Linked DNA regions of Gossypium hirsutum: all the other regions are linked to region 4. Evidence: chromatin contacts called from public Hi-C data. All regions are on one chromosome and are shown on one strand. Each heading gives the region's core, a stretch centred on a gene start, on an enhancer-like site or on the middle of the called end of the contact. The rest is flanking DNA. Distances are from core to core; before and after follow the strand shown.

Region 1 (3,530 bases), core at 470-2,969, 400 kb before region 4:
GCATATAATAATTAAAAAATAAATTAAATTGAAACCAAGTATATTAAATAGTTTCATTAGTTAATACGAAATCGTAATTACTAAAATATAGGAAAAAGTGTGGGTTTTTTATTAAATTATTATAAAAAATTAAAAAATAACTAAAATATTATAACTTTTTTTATTTACCAAAATATCATAAATTTTTTTATTTACCAAAATATACCAAAAAAACTAAAAACCTGCAAAAAAAAAAAACCTGTGGCGGCACCAAAGGTGCCAAAGAGATTAGCGGCACCAATGGTGCCAAAGGACTAAAATGTAGCTATCTGCAATTTCAAGGACCTAACATGCAAATTTACTATTTTGAATTTTGAAAGTGAATTGTTGGTGGGGCGCACTAAAATTGAAATGTGGCTAATTGTCTTCTAAGCCCTCCTTATTTTAATTAAGTAATAAACTCTAATTAGTTAAGTGATAATTAAGATACTTAGAATTCTAATTAAGTAATAACTCTATTTTAATTTAATAAACTATTCTCATTTAATAAACTCTAATTTAATAAACTCTATTTTGGTAATTTGATGAGAATAGTTTATTAAATTAAAATAGAGTTATTAAGTAATTTGACGAGAATAGTTTATTAAATTAAAATAGAATTATTACTTAATTAGAATTCTAAGTATCTTAATTATCACTTAACTAATATTAGATTTAATTAAAAAAATTAATAGAAATACCAGGCATGCTTTATTGAAAAGCCAGAAGTAATAATAAAACCGATCACCCATAAATGTAACCCAAATAGAAAAAATAAATTATAATTATAAGCTATTCTCATCAAATTTAGTAAATTTTTTAAATAAACTATTCTCATCAAATTACCAAAATAATATATAAAATGCGAATTAGTTTATACTTTTTTAAATAGCTTTACTTTAGGTAAAATATATTTACTTTAATAATAAAATAAAGGGGTTTTATGAGTAAAAATCATAGATTAAGAGCTTATTTAACTACAAAAATAGGTTGAGAGCTTGTTTATTAAATAAAAAAGTGAGTTAAAGGGGGAATAAAAAGAAAATAAACAAGCCACAGGTTTTTTTTTGCAAGTTTTTATTTTTTTGGCATATTTTAGTAAATAAAAAAATTATAATATTTTAGTTATTTTTTATTTTTTTATAATAATTTAATAAAAAATCTAAAAAGTGTTCACTTCGTAACAATAAATAAAAATGCTGACATATTGCGCGGATAACAATACCACTTACCACTTTTCATAAAACCAACTTTTCACTAACTAATTTTTCTTAAAATGCATCAAAGCCTTATTTTAGATAATATCTTATTTTCTTAATTCTGCATCGCACGGGTTAATTTTGAGTATTAATTAAAATATATTAATTTTTTTTAAATTAATATAAATAATTAATAGTAATTATTTTTAAATATTAAAATCAATTTAATTAAATATTGAAATATAAATAATTAGATAAAGAATAGTGATTTTACATTTTATTATTATTTAATATGAATTGAAATATATTTAAAGTAAATTATAAGAAAACAATTATTTAAATTATTTTCAAAAAGCTTTTACTTTTCCAATTTGAGGATTTAGCAAATTGATTTTATACTTTTTATTTATTTATAAAAACAATATTTTTAATTGGTATTATGTAAACAAATTGAGAAGTGTGAATTAATATTATATCCCACTAATCTCGCCCTCTTTTACTGTCTGACTTTATACTCCTACTTTATAGTGTCAATGTCCAAAATCAAATCCCCCATTTCCCATTTTGTTTCTCTCTCATTCCACCATGTCCTTCCTCGTCCTTTTCCTGCTCTCCTTGGCTCCCCTCTTCCACTCTTCCTCCCCTTTGCCCTACCCTTACAGTAAGCCACTCCCACCACCTTTTGTTTTTTTTTTCCCTACTCTCGCTCACTATCTGCTAACTGCTGCTATTTTATTTTGTTTTTCTTTTCTTTGCAGACACTAGCTTCCACATTGACTGCGGCAGTTCCACTCCTTCCACCGACTCCTACAACATCTCTTGGCTACCCGACAAATTCTTCACTGGCGGCTCCACCTCCGTGGTCTCCGAGCCCCTACATTTCCATCTTCAACACGAAAAGACTCTCCGTTACTTCCCACTCTCCTCCGGTAAGAAGAATTGCTACAATATCCCCCTTCCTGCTGGCCGTTACTACATCCGTACTTTTACCGTTTACGACAACTACGACGGCAAATCCCATTCCCCTTCCTTCGACGCTTCTGTCGAGGGCACTCTCGTCTTTTCCTGGCGCTCTCCTTGGCCCGAATCTCTCACTCGAGATGGCGCTTACTCCGATCTCTTTGCCTTCGTCAAAGACGGTCAACTCGATTTATGTTTTTACAGCATTGCCACTAACCCTCCCGTCATCGCTTCTCTCGAAGTCGTCCAGATCGACCCTTTGTCATATAACTCCGCCCAAACCGGCGACAGCTACATTCTAGTCAACTATGGGCGGCTCTCTCCCGGTTCATCACAATGGGGACCCGGTTTCACATCCGACCCGGACGCCTTCGGCCGCTCCTGGCAATCCGATTCCGATTACCGAGCAGGAAAGTCGGAATCCGCTAAAGTTATAACCACTAAAGAAAAAATAACCGGTACCGAGAAAGCGCCGAATTACTTTCCCATGAAATTGTACCAATCGGCGGTGACAATTGAGGGACGTCTGGAATACGAATTACCAGTGGATGCAAAGCTTGATTATTTGGTGTGGTTTCATTTTGCGGAGATCGATTCGACGGTTAAAAAGGCAGGGGAGAGAGTGTTCGATGTGCTGGTCAACGATAAGAATGTGAGTAGAGTGGATATATTGAAGGAAGTTGGGAGCTTTGCGGCCTACAGTTTAAATTATACGGAGAAGAATTTGAGCAGTTCTGTGTTGAATGTGAAGCTGTCGCCTGTGGCAGGGGCTCCGTTGATCTGTGGGCTTGAAAATTACGCCATGGTTCCAGCTGATTTGGCCACGGTTCCTGAACAAGGTAAAGATGCTGAATTTTTATTATTTATACGAACTTTTTAGTGATCTGCATGTTAAGCTGAAAGCTGCGTATGAGAGTTTGGTTGGTCCTTGAAATCATTAGCTTTCTATAGGAAAATTAGACTTTTTGGGTAGTTAATTTGATTAGGAATGGTGGTGGGTAGGATATGCGATTTTTTTTATTTATCTGAATCTGCAAATTTACCTAAAAGTCCGAACCTATTTATTTTCCGCAAATTAACCGAGAGTTAAATACATTTTATCTGTTGGATATCCGAATCTGAAAAAATCCAATTTCGAAATTTTCATTTTTTTTATATCCAAATCCACACATCTGAATTCAAATCTCCTAAAATTCTGAACTTATAATCTTATGTATATGAAGTCAAAATTATAAGCATTTTGTAACCAATGAATTTGGATATCGAAATCCACATCGGTTATCCAAATAAGTAATGCACCCTTGGATTATGGAAAACCAGGTATCTACCCAAATCTCTAGTGGATGGTAATTT
Region 2 (3,588 bases), core at 442-2,941, 430 kb after region 4:
CTACCTCTCTCTATATATTTGTTTTTCCTGTTTGGAAAACTCAAAACCTACTGTACCAGTAACATGCAATAGCCTGATACAACTGATCAATGAAAGTAACATTTCCTCCAAATACATCATAAGAAGATAAGTTCTTGAAAAATTCATTTCAAGTTTTATTAAAGTAACACTGACCCCATTTAACTTGAATGGAAATGGAGGTTTTAAACTTATTTAATTACCTCACATAAAAGCATATCTTCCTCTGGTGACCATCCTCCTTTCTTGAAATCAGAATTCAAGTATGTGTACCATCTGTGTTTTTGTTGTGACAAAAAAAGACATTAGATTAAAAAGTCAAACAAGACTAAAAATGATCAAACTTTTGGAATCATCATGGTTTCACCAACCTTCTTCTGCACTGCCTTGTGGTTTTATCCTTGAATTTAGAGGCAATGATCGCCCAGCTGCACTCAAACATTAAAACCAACACAAATCCATTCAATTTCATCCATCATTAAAAAAACAACAAACAAACCCTTCAAATGAACGAATGAATGAATAAAAGGCTCACTTTTGAGTCCCATGTAAACTGATTTGTTCTCGAAGTATATCATCTTCCTGCAAACACCCCCCCCCCCAATATCAAATTAATAAGAACCCCCCAAAACAAAGAATCAATCAATCAAATAATAAACAAAACAGAGGGAACCAAAGAAGAAAACTATTTTAAAAAAGAAAAGAAAACCTCTTGATTCCACGTCACTATATGACGCTCCTTCTTCTTGGAATCTTCATTGCCACCATTCTTCTTCTTTGTTTCCTGCATATTCTTTTTCTTCTTTACTCTAATCTCTGTCTCTCTTAGTTGCTGGCCTTCCTTGACGCTCCCTTCCCTTTTATTAAAACCCAAGTGGCATCCTCAAAAAGCCAACCCTTTATTATAAAAAAAAAAACCATGAAAAAGGGAACCAACGCTTCCACTTCCCTCTCTTTTATCTTTTTTACTACAAAACTCACTGTTGGGTTCAAACGGAATCCTTATTACTCTCAATAACTCTATGCTTTGTTTCCCCCTTCTACTCCGTTATTCCTCGGATGCTAACCCTTTCTTTTTCCTGTTTATACTTAGAAAATAGAATCACAACGTCTCCACCAGTTATATGGTCAATAAAAGCTTGAGCTTTGTGATTCAAATGTACATGTATATACGTAGAATCGAAAAGGGTAGATCTATAATGGATAAAAAGAATTAAAACTTTGAAGAGAAGGGAAATGGAAGAGTGATGGAATGATGAATCTGGAAGAAATATATATTTTGGGCTTTTTTCTTTCAAATAAAGAGAGAAACTTTTTGGAAAAATACTCTCTTTCTTGCAAGGGTTTTTTAGGATTTATTTTGTTGATTTCAAACAATGGAAGAAAAGAGCTAAAAAATATTAATTTAAATCAACGGATTCTTGCTTTAGTGCGCGGGTATGAAGAAGAGTTTGAAAATATTAAAAGAAAAAGAAAATTAAATAAATAAATAACGCCGAATTTCATGACGCTGTTATGAATGCCCTGGACACTTACCCCACTCTGCTCCTAAAGCAAACCCTATTTTTACTATTTTCTTATTTTTATAAATTTAATAATTTATCCATTTTCTTTTCTGTTTTTTTCCCTGAACTATGATGATTTTAGCGGACATAAAAACTGATGAACCTTCGTATTTCTTCACATCACAGCTCTTCTTCTTATATATATTCTTATTTTGGGGGGTGAATTTTAGTTTTCAAAATTCAAAACAATCCCCAGGCGCAACATATTCACGTGAAAGAAACGCGTGTGTTGATTGGATGTAATGCCTGTGCATCAGTCAACGTTGATGGTTTTCATTGGGCAGTGCAACGCACGTGAATAGTTTGCATCATTGGAATTGGGCTTTTTATTATTGTTTTTGGCTTAATTTTCTGACGCGACAAGTTCTTTTTAATGGCATTTTGTTTGTGTTATTTTATTTTCTTAAAAATGAGATGCTTTTGCTTTCATATTCATTCGATTTTCTCACCTTCCATTTGTTTGGTTGTTTGTTCATGTGAAGCTTATTAATTCCAGTTAGATTTTTGGAGGGAAAAATACCAAATCAAAAATAGGAAACTTCTCTTTTGGTTATTGGTTTGGATATTTAATGATCCAACACAAACATTGTTTGTCTTTTCTAAAGAAGAAAATGACAATATATATTCCAAATTCAACATTTTTACCTTGAATATTCTATTATTATTTTATTTGTTACAAATACCAACTTTAAATTGTTTAACTCATGATTTTGCATTTATATCACATTTTCTTTAAAATATTTCACTTACCCATATGGTTTTATATTCTGTCGTTATTTTTTTATATTTTAACAATTCAACCATCATATTTCATTAGAGCGGGCAAAACAGACCTGAGCCCAAAAGTTCGCCCATGCCAATCCAAGTTTATAATGATCAGAATTCGAGGAAATCCAAACCCGAGATAGATCCAATCTAAAACTCAAATTTATGATAATATGTATTTTAAATATTATATGATTATATTAAAATTTTATAAATAATAACACTAAATTATAAAATAAAATAAATTTTAAAAAAATTAATTATGGATATACAATAATTTTTAATGCAATTATTATATATGTATAATAAAAACTCAAAGTTAGTAATTATATAAAAATAAGATGATGTAATAGATTAATTTAATGTTATGAATTAAGCCTAAACAAACTCACCTACTGAATTACTTAAACTTTTAGTTAATGAAAAATCATATTATATGTACTTGTTGTACCCATAATCGTTTGAAAAATGAACCAAAAAAAAACCTCTTAATCACCTTTGGTTTCATTTTTGGTAGGTTCCAAAAATTGTATACTAAGGCAAAATGGGTATATAAGGGCACATGACATGTACAAAATTTAGATAAATTTTTATTATATTTTATTTATATTTTACAATTTTTATAGTTTGTTAGTATTTTTTACTAATTATCAATTATTATTATAATTATCATATTTTTATAATAATTTATAATTTTTTATAATATTTTGAATTACATCTAAAAAGAAGTAAACAAATAGGTGTCTAGATTCAAATAAACTTAAGTTCATTTGTCTAGGTTCTAACTAGATATACATTTTTAGTATATTTTTATAACTTTTAGGATTTTAGGTTTTTTTAACCGCGTAGTCAAATTGATCAATGACGATTTTTATTATCGAAAGGGTCTAGTTGAATTTCTTTTGTCATTGAGGACTCAATTGAGTGCATGTTAAGAGCTTAATTGATTTATTTTTATTTTTTACTAAGAATTTTTCTCACCCTTAAGCTTAAATATAATAAATATTTTTCAATATTCAAGATGTAATGATAAAAAAAATTATTCAAATATCAATCTAGTAATATAATAAATAATAATAAAAAACTATTTTTTTTCAATTTAGAAGTTCTTTCCAAACTCGAGATAATGATTCAAATAAATAAAATTTTATATGGATATCATATAATAATAAAAATTACCTACAATACAAATAAACAAAAAAAATATTACATACAAATTCATATACATATTATATAATAA
Region 3 (3,210 bases), core at 401-2,900, 330 kb before region 4:
AAAATGTGTAAACATCGAAGGCTTAAGTTGTTATTAAACTAATAAAAATTATGCACAATTGACGAAAGGCATTAACATTGTGATTATGATTATCTTTAATTACTCACTATCAAAATTAATAGAATTTAAATTCTTTCAAATTTTTTGAGAAGGACTAATTTAATCAATTTCAAGCACCAAAAAATCTTGTTACCTGAGTCTTTTAATTGTAAGACCACCACTCTCAACCTATTTTCAAATTGCAAATAAAAATAATTTTAATGAATTTTGAAAATATGCAAATTATTTTTTATTTTAAAAAATACAAACTGTTACTATTTATTATTATTATTATTATTATTATTATTTTGTCATGTGAGATCAACTAAAATGTAATTTTGGATCTATGTTGAGATATAGAAAAAAATTTAAGTTCAGAACTAGGTTAAGCATGAGGAATATTTAGAATTGGTATCTCGTCACATGTGTGATGCATTAATTTTTAAAAAAATATAAGTTTAATTTAGTATTTAAATGTGATGTAATGACGTGAGAATTTATGTATATATATTAGAGTAAATCATATTTTATTTAAAAAATAAAAATATCTCTGAATACTTTTTGATTAATGCAAAAGCATCGAATTTTATTCGAAATAGGAAGAAAATTTATTTACAAAGTGTATTCCATTTTTAATAAAAGTGGATTAAATCTCACCCAACACTATGAACATTTCACGACCTATATTAAATCTGGATGTTGTCTTATGCACTTAAGAACACTTCATGCATGCATCACATCATATGATAGAAATTGCATTATTATGAATATAAATTAAATTAAATTGTGTTGTACTCACAATATGGGTAAAAAAACTATCATATGATAAGAATTGTATTATTATGCATCATATCATATGTTAAAAATATTTTCTTTTAAAATCTATTTAATAATGATCATACCAAATTTGCATATTTTTTATATAAAATAAACATGTATTTTAATACTATTAAACACGTGTTTGATCCTTAGATTTGTAATTTGTAATTTTTTTATTTAAAGATAATATTAAAATATAGATGATATTAACATATTTTATGTTTGTTCAAACTCGGTCCGACCAAAAATCTGGATTTAAAATTTTGCTTAAACCTATCCATATTTACAAAAGACTAACCCCAACTCATTTTAGACCTGTCCATATTATTTTTTAATTAAAAAAACATTTATATTATAGTATTTTAATATTTAATATTTAATAATTAATAATTTTATACATTTTTTATTTATTGAATTTTTTATATAGCCATATTAACATTATTTTAATATTTACATTAGAGTATAGGTTTATTTTTTTTATTGAGTTCTAAATTTTATAATATATAAAAATAACATAATATAAATATTGTAAACTTAAAATAGATCGGGTCGGGTCGGATTAGGCTTTTAAATGTTCAAGCTCAAGCCTAACCCATATTTTAAACGGGATTGATATTTTTATCCAAACCCATTTTCTAGACCTATTATTTTTGTTTAAATCCTCCTAAATTTTAAATAGACATTCGGGCTTAGATAGATAACGGAAACATGAACAGATGTATTGTATTATAGCGCTCATTTGGTTGAGACATGCATATATGTTAATAACAAATTAAAAAGAAATTTGAAGGAGAAATTATATCAAAGTATAGGGCTAAGAGGTGAAAGGAGCAAACCGAGTATAATTAAAACATAGGATCCAATCCAAGCCCATGTCCTCCTGCTCCTACCATTGCCCCATATCCCTTATCCTATCTCCACAAAGCAACTTTTAAGACTCGTATCCTCACATCTCTCTCTCTCTCTCTCCCACTCTGCAATACAAAATGTTATCCATGGCTACTTCATCTACACTCCATACTACTTTCACTTGTCATTCCTTTCGTTATCAGAAATCCTTTAACACCCCCTTTTGCTTTAACAAAAATCCCATTTTGAAGAAAACAATCAAAACTCCAACACTAACCGCTTCGGTTGCCACGGAAGCTGTCACTGAGACTGAAACACCATCCGACTTCATCATTCCTCAGAAACCTGAGGAGGTGGTCAAGCAAGTTGGAAAGCCAAGACTGGTTTTGAAATTCATATGGATGGAAAAGAACATCGGGCTTGCCCTTGATCAAGTCATACCGGGCCACGGCACTGTTCCTCTAAGTCCATATTTCTTCTGGCCAAGGAAAGATGCCTGGGAAGAGCTCAAGGCCACTCTAGAAAGTAAGCCTTGGATTTCTCAGAAGAAGATGATTATCCTTCTCAATCAGGCCACTGATATCATCAATCTATGGCAGCAAAGTGGTGGCAACCTTTCCCAGAGCTAGATGTGCATTTTTTTTATATAATTTTTTTTGTCTTAGCTATGCAAAATGGCCTCGGTTAATCCACTGAATTTGAGAATGTTTGGTTTGAAACCTCTTAGCTCTGAACTAAGATATGAATTGTTGGTTTTAATAGGATAACAAACACTGCTGAATTGTTGGTATTTCCCTAGAGATCCACATATTTGTATATTTTTCATCCTTGTTAGATATGAATCTTTACCAAGTTAGTTTTTCTTTCATGATCATTAGATGTCATTGATGTAGATGGTATACGAATTTGATGCTAGTTTTTATAGAATTACCTTAGCTTTGTATAACTTTACCAGCCAAAGCATTATCGAGGAAAATCTATTAACTTAGTTTGGGTACCCTGTGGCGGTAGATGCATACATGCATTTGCCTAAGTGTGTTTAACTTGTACTAATTGAAGATAAATGAAATAATGTTTCTGCTAAAAGGACAATATTTCATCTCCTTGTTCAATATTGCAACTTAATTTCATCGCCTTCCCCTTTTGGGGATTTATATTTAATGCACTCACATAACCATGAGTCCATTATTTTGGTTCCACGATTTCTCTTGGGTGTAGTCATTAAGCCTATTCAAGTTGTGTTGCATTCTGGTTTTTTCCCTGCAGGATGATACGTACTTGCATGCTAAGGCAAGGTAGTATAATTATGTTTGGGAACTCGACTTGTTTTCCAACATATTTTTCTTCGAAAATAATTCCAAAAATGTTAACATCCAGTTTACATCTCAAGAAAATAAACAAAAAAGGGGAAACAAACAAACAAACTTATAGACCTGACTGATGCTATAATGCAACTCGCCAAACTTCAAAATCAAATCAGTATACTGATGCTCCTCAGTAGCC
Region 4 (3,338 bases), core at 83-2,582:
AACTTTATTGCTGTAATAAGAACATTTTTCATTTCTCTCCCTGTTTTTCTTAATTTTCCTGTAAAATTTCAAAAAATTAATGCAGCATGGTGATTTTTTTTGACAGGAACCGACTTAAAAAAAATTGAAGTACCAAAAATGAGTAATGTTTGAATTAAGCCTAACAAGCAAATGGATATGTAGTAGTATTTTTTAGTCTGAGACCGCACATCCAATTTCTATCATCTTTTCATATCTTCAAGCATTATTGCACAAAAGCTCATCGGTAGGAGATTGGGAGCCATTAATATAATAATCCTCCATTGTATGGCTATTAGATTCTATCATGTCAAGCAATTAGCAATCGTCCAACCCAAGTGATCTTACCACTACCCTTTGCTTCTTTTAACCACTGTTTGCAATTTGTTAACTGGGGATTCCATTCATTTGTGTAAACATTGGATTTTGGGTTTGGGGAAACAGTATTCATGATAATCACACGGCCACAAAAGACATTTGCATAAAGCTGCCGTATGTGTATATATATATCCATGTTATCGTCATCCACTTACTAAATTCCTGAGTGTACACGGACTAAAGAATATATTCCTTATCTTATAATTATATATAAATCAGCAAATTTTATTATAACAGTACTGGAAGGAGAAACATATGGAAGATCATCAAAATATCAAGTGAAAAATGAAACAAGATTAAAGATACGCCTCCTTTGAAGTTTTATATTGTTGTTCTGATTCTGTAGTGGTGGAATCCGATTCTATAGTGCCTGCTTCTCGGTACACCAATACTCGATATCAAACTTGGCGCCCCTGGGAGATTCTTAAACCACTTAACCACTTGTGGTTGAATATGAAGACGGTGGTTTTTGTCAACGTTTGGCGCCACACCTCCTAAGGGGGCATCTATCGATCAGCTGCTCACTGTGTGTTGCTACTTGCTGGTTTTGTTCTACTCCTCAAGGCGTGTACTGCTTTGATGTTTCTATTTGCTAATTGAATTCATATTTTGTTGGAAGAAAAGACAAAAATAAATACTATCATTAGGCATCCGCAACGAAGGTTTTGGCTTTCGATGGTCAAAGAAAGAGAAAGGTACTTTTTTTTGTTCTTTTGGGTTCCTTTAATAATGGGTGGAGAGGATTTGATATGTTTCTCTCCTAATCTTCCTCCTCTCAAGCTTTTTTACTATAAGTTAGCAAATCTTTAATAAAAAGACACTTTGTTATTACAAAAAGAAACTGTTCGTTAATATGATAATTTTCAAATAAAATAATAAAATGAAAGAATTCTTAGTATAAAACAAGAGGTTCCAAGGATGATGAGTCAAAAATTAACTTATGTGAGGTGTGAAGACCATTCTCTCCTCCAAGTTGAACTGAAACCATCAAATGCTCTTCCCTTCCCCTCTCTTTAAATACCCCCACCACTCTCACCATGCTTTTCTACCTCACACTCGAGATCAAATACCAACATAATTACTCAAGTTGAGAATAGGAGAGAGAGAGAACAATGGTGGGTTCCCCCCCCCCCGCCCTTTTAATTTTTTATTTTGCTGCTCTTTTTATGTTGTCATCTCACTCATTATTCGTCCTCTCGTTGCTTCATTCAAAGTACAAACAGCAGACAACAAACTCGCCTTTTATTGTACAGGAAGGAGGATACCATTACTATTACTAACTCGTTGCTTCATTATTCGTCCTCTCGTTGCTTTCCTAGATACTATTACTAACTCGCCTTTTATTGTACAGGAAGGATACCAGGATAATAGATGGGAAGGGTATGTGGATTGGAGGGGCAAACCTGCTTTAAGGGGCCAACATGGTGGCATGGTGGCTGCCTCCTTTGTCTTGGGTTAGTTACCTGATCTATTCCTTTTTGTTCCTTTTGACACAAATAAAGGGTGAGCTTCCGCTGGAGGCTTATTTTATAGGTTGGTTCCATCCCTTAGTTTAATGATAAATTTTGGGTGTACGTAGTTGTGGAAGTGGTGGAGAACCTGGCCTACTTGGCAAATAGTAGCAACCTGGTGCTGTATCTGTCAAAGCACATGCACTTATCTCCATCAAAATCGGCAAACGATGTCACCAATTTCATGGGGACAGCCTTCCTTCTGGCTCTGCTTGGGGGCTTCTTATCCGACACTTTCTTCACTACTTATCACATCTACCTCATAAGCGCACTCATCCAATTCCTGGTACTCCATTTTCACGCACTCTTATCTTTAGAACTCTCTATGTTTTGTTTCATTATTGCACTTCATCCGCATTGTGGTTCTCATAAATAAAAGACACGGGCAAAAATCTGATAGTATTCCCTCTCTGCGACTTCGGTATAAACAAAAAACCCAGTCTGCCTAGGTACAACAACTAACGAGGCCTTACTAAAAAATGTCAGTACATTTGTCCACTTTCTTTCGGATCCCAAAAGTAAGCTAATTCTGAGATAATAAAATAGGGTCTGTTTCAATTCAACCTTCCATCACATATTCGAACTTCCAACAACAATCGGTTATGTTAGCTATGCTTTCAAATGCCTCGTATTCCATTAAAGAAATTCCTTTTTTTCTTATCCATAAATTGGGAAGTGGGGCGGGTGGGTCCTGGAGTAGGCCAATGTTAGGGTGTTAGTCATGGGACTTATCCTTTCAAAACCGACGCCTTGGGATTTTAGTTTAACGATAAGAGAGCTTTAGCTCTACACGTACCGCATGAGTGTCAAACAGTCGCTGGAGCTCCTACCCTATGTCATACGTCTAATACACGGTAATTTTCAACTCTTCATCCACCAATCACTGTACAGTATGTGGCTGGAGAAAGAGACGAATCCGAAGAAAATCCTGGGAAAACCAAATCCATTTAATAATGGGTGCGTAGCTTTCTTCGAATGAAAAAGGGAAATGAAGCAAAGGTTGCTCATTTCATTTTGGGCAGGTTCATGAACCACGTGGGCGGCCATTGATAGAGCCCAAGCGAAACTTGAAAGTCTATTTAACTGAGAATCATGCTCACCCTGCACCATTCAATATAACAAAGCCATGTCGTCAACAACCCGGTTGCTTTACAGTGACATATCATTGAAATCTTTGCAGTGCAATCCTTGTGTGGCAAACGCCAGATAAAGGAAAAACCATATTGAACGGCCCAACAAGTTGGACCTTAATGCTATCGGCTTTTCGGTTTAGTATGTGGAAATCAATCATATAGGGAACTGACGAATCAGTTTGATCCAGGCGTACTCATCTCCTCTTCCCTATCTATTATACAACCTTGGATGCTGTGTTTGTATGGATTTCGGACTTGAAAGTCTTTCTTATGTTTGAAAACTGCATGAAACCGAGTT

What was found. Hi-C and Micro-C count contacts between places; a contact is called where the count stands out from the background.
Region 1: a contact with region 4 is called in a Hi-C map of leaf, with 2.8 times the contacts expected there. The contact joins the promoter of LOC107887012 here to the promoter of LOC107894981 in region 4. A contact is called at or near these places in 2 of 34 Hi-C or Micro-C datasets (hypocotyl and leaf).
Region 2: a Hi-C map of leaf shows a contact between it and region 4, with 2.5 times the contacts expected there. The contact joins the promoter of LOC107948812 here to the promoter of LOC107894981 in region 4. A contact is called at or near these places in 7 of 34 Hi-C or Micro-C datasets (callus, hypocotyl, leaf and 1 more).
Region 3: a contact with region 4 is called in a Hi-C map of leaf, with 2.1 times the contacts expected there. The contact joins the promoter of LOC107887169 here to the promoter of LOC107894981 in region 4. A contact is called at or near these places in 4 of 34 Hi-C or Micro-C datasets (callus, leaf and petal).

The regions. Positions count from the first base shown.
Region 1 is chrD02:38,940,702-38,944,231 of Gossypium_hirsutum_v2.1, reverse strand. LOC107887012 (receptor-like protein 4) reads left to right here and starts at 1,719. Exons shown (of 9, transcript XM_041088536.1): 1 at 1,719-1,878; 2 at 1,976-3,016. The coding sequence starts at 1,803.
Region 2 is chrD02:38,116,586-38,120,173 of Gossypium_hirsutum_v2.1, reverse strand. LOC107948812 (transcription factor MYB124) reads right to left here and starts at 1,691. Exons shown (of 12, transcript XM_016883467.2): 1 at 728-1,691; 2 at 554-600; 3 at 390-446; 4 at 222-294. The coding sequence starts at 808.
Region 3 is chrD02:38,869,026-38,872,235 of Gossypium_hirsutum_v2.1, reverse strand. LOC107887169 (30S ribosomal protein 3-1, chloroplastic) reads left to right here and starts at 1,650. Exons shown (of 1, transcript XM_016811332.2): 1 at 1,650-2,575. The coding sequence starts at 1,845. The coding sequence ends at 2,336. It overlaps LOC121214649, which reads right to left. Exons shown (of 5, transcript XM_041088534.1): 5 at 3,031-3,210. The coding sequence ends at 3,202.
Region 4 is chrD02:38,543,276-38,546,613 of Gossypium_hirsutum_v2.1, reverse strand. LOC107894981 (protein NRT1/ PTR FAMILY 4.6) reads left to right here and starts at 1,332. Exons shown (of 5, transcript XM_016820139.2): 1 at 1,332-1,511; 2 at 1,748-1,850; 3 at 1,976-2,193. The coding sequence starts at 1,509. It overlaps LOC107894980 (a long non-coding RNA gene), which reads left to right. Exons shown (of 2, transcript XR_001683337.2): 2 at 1-103.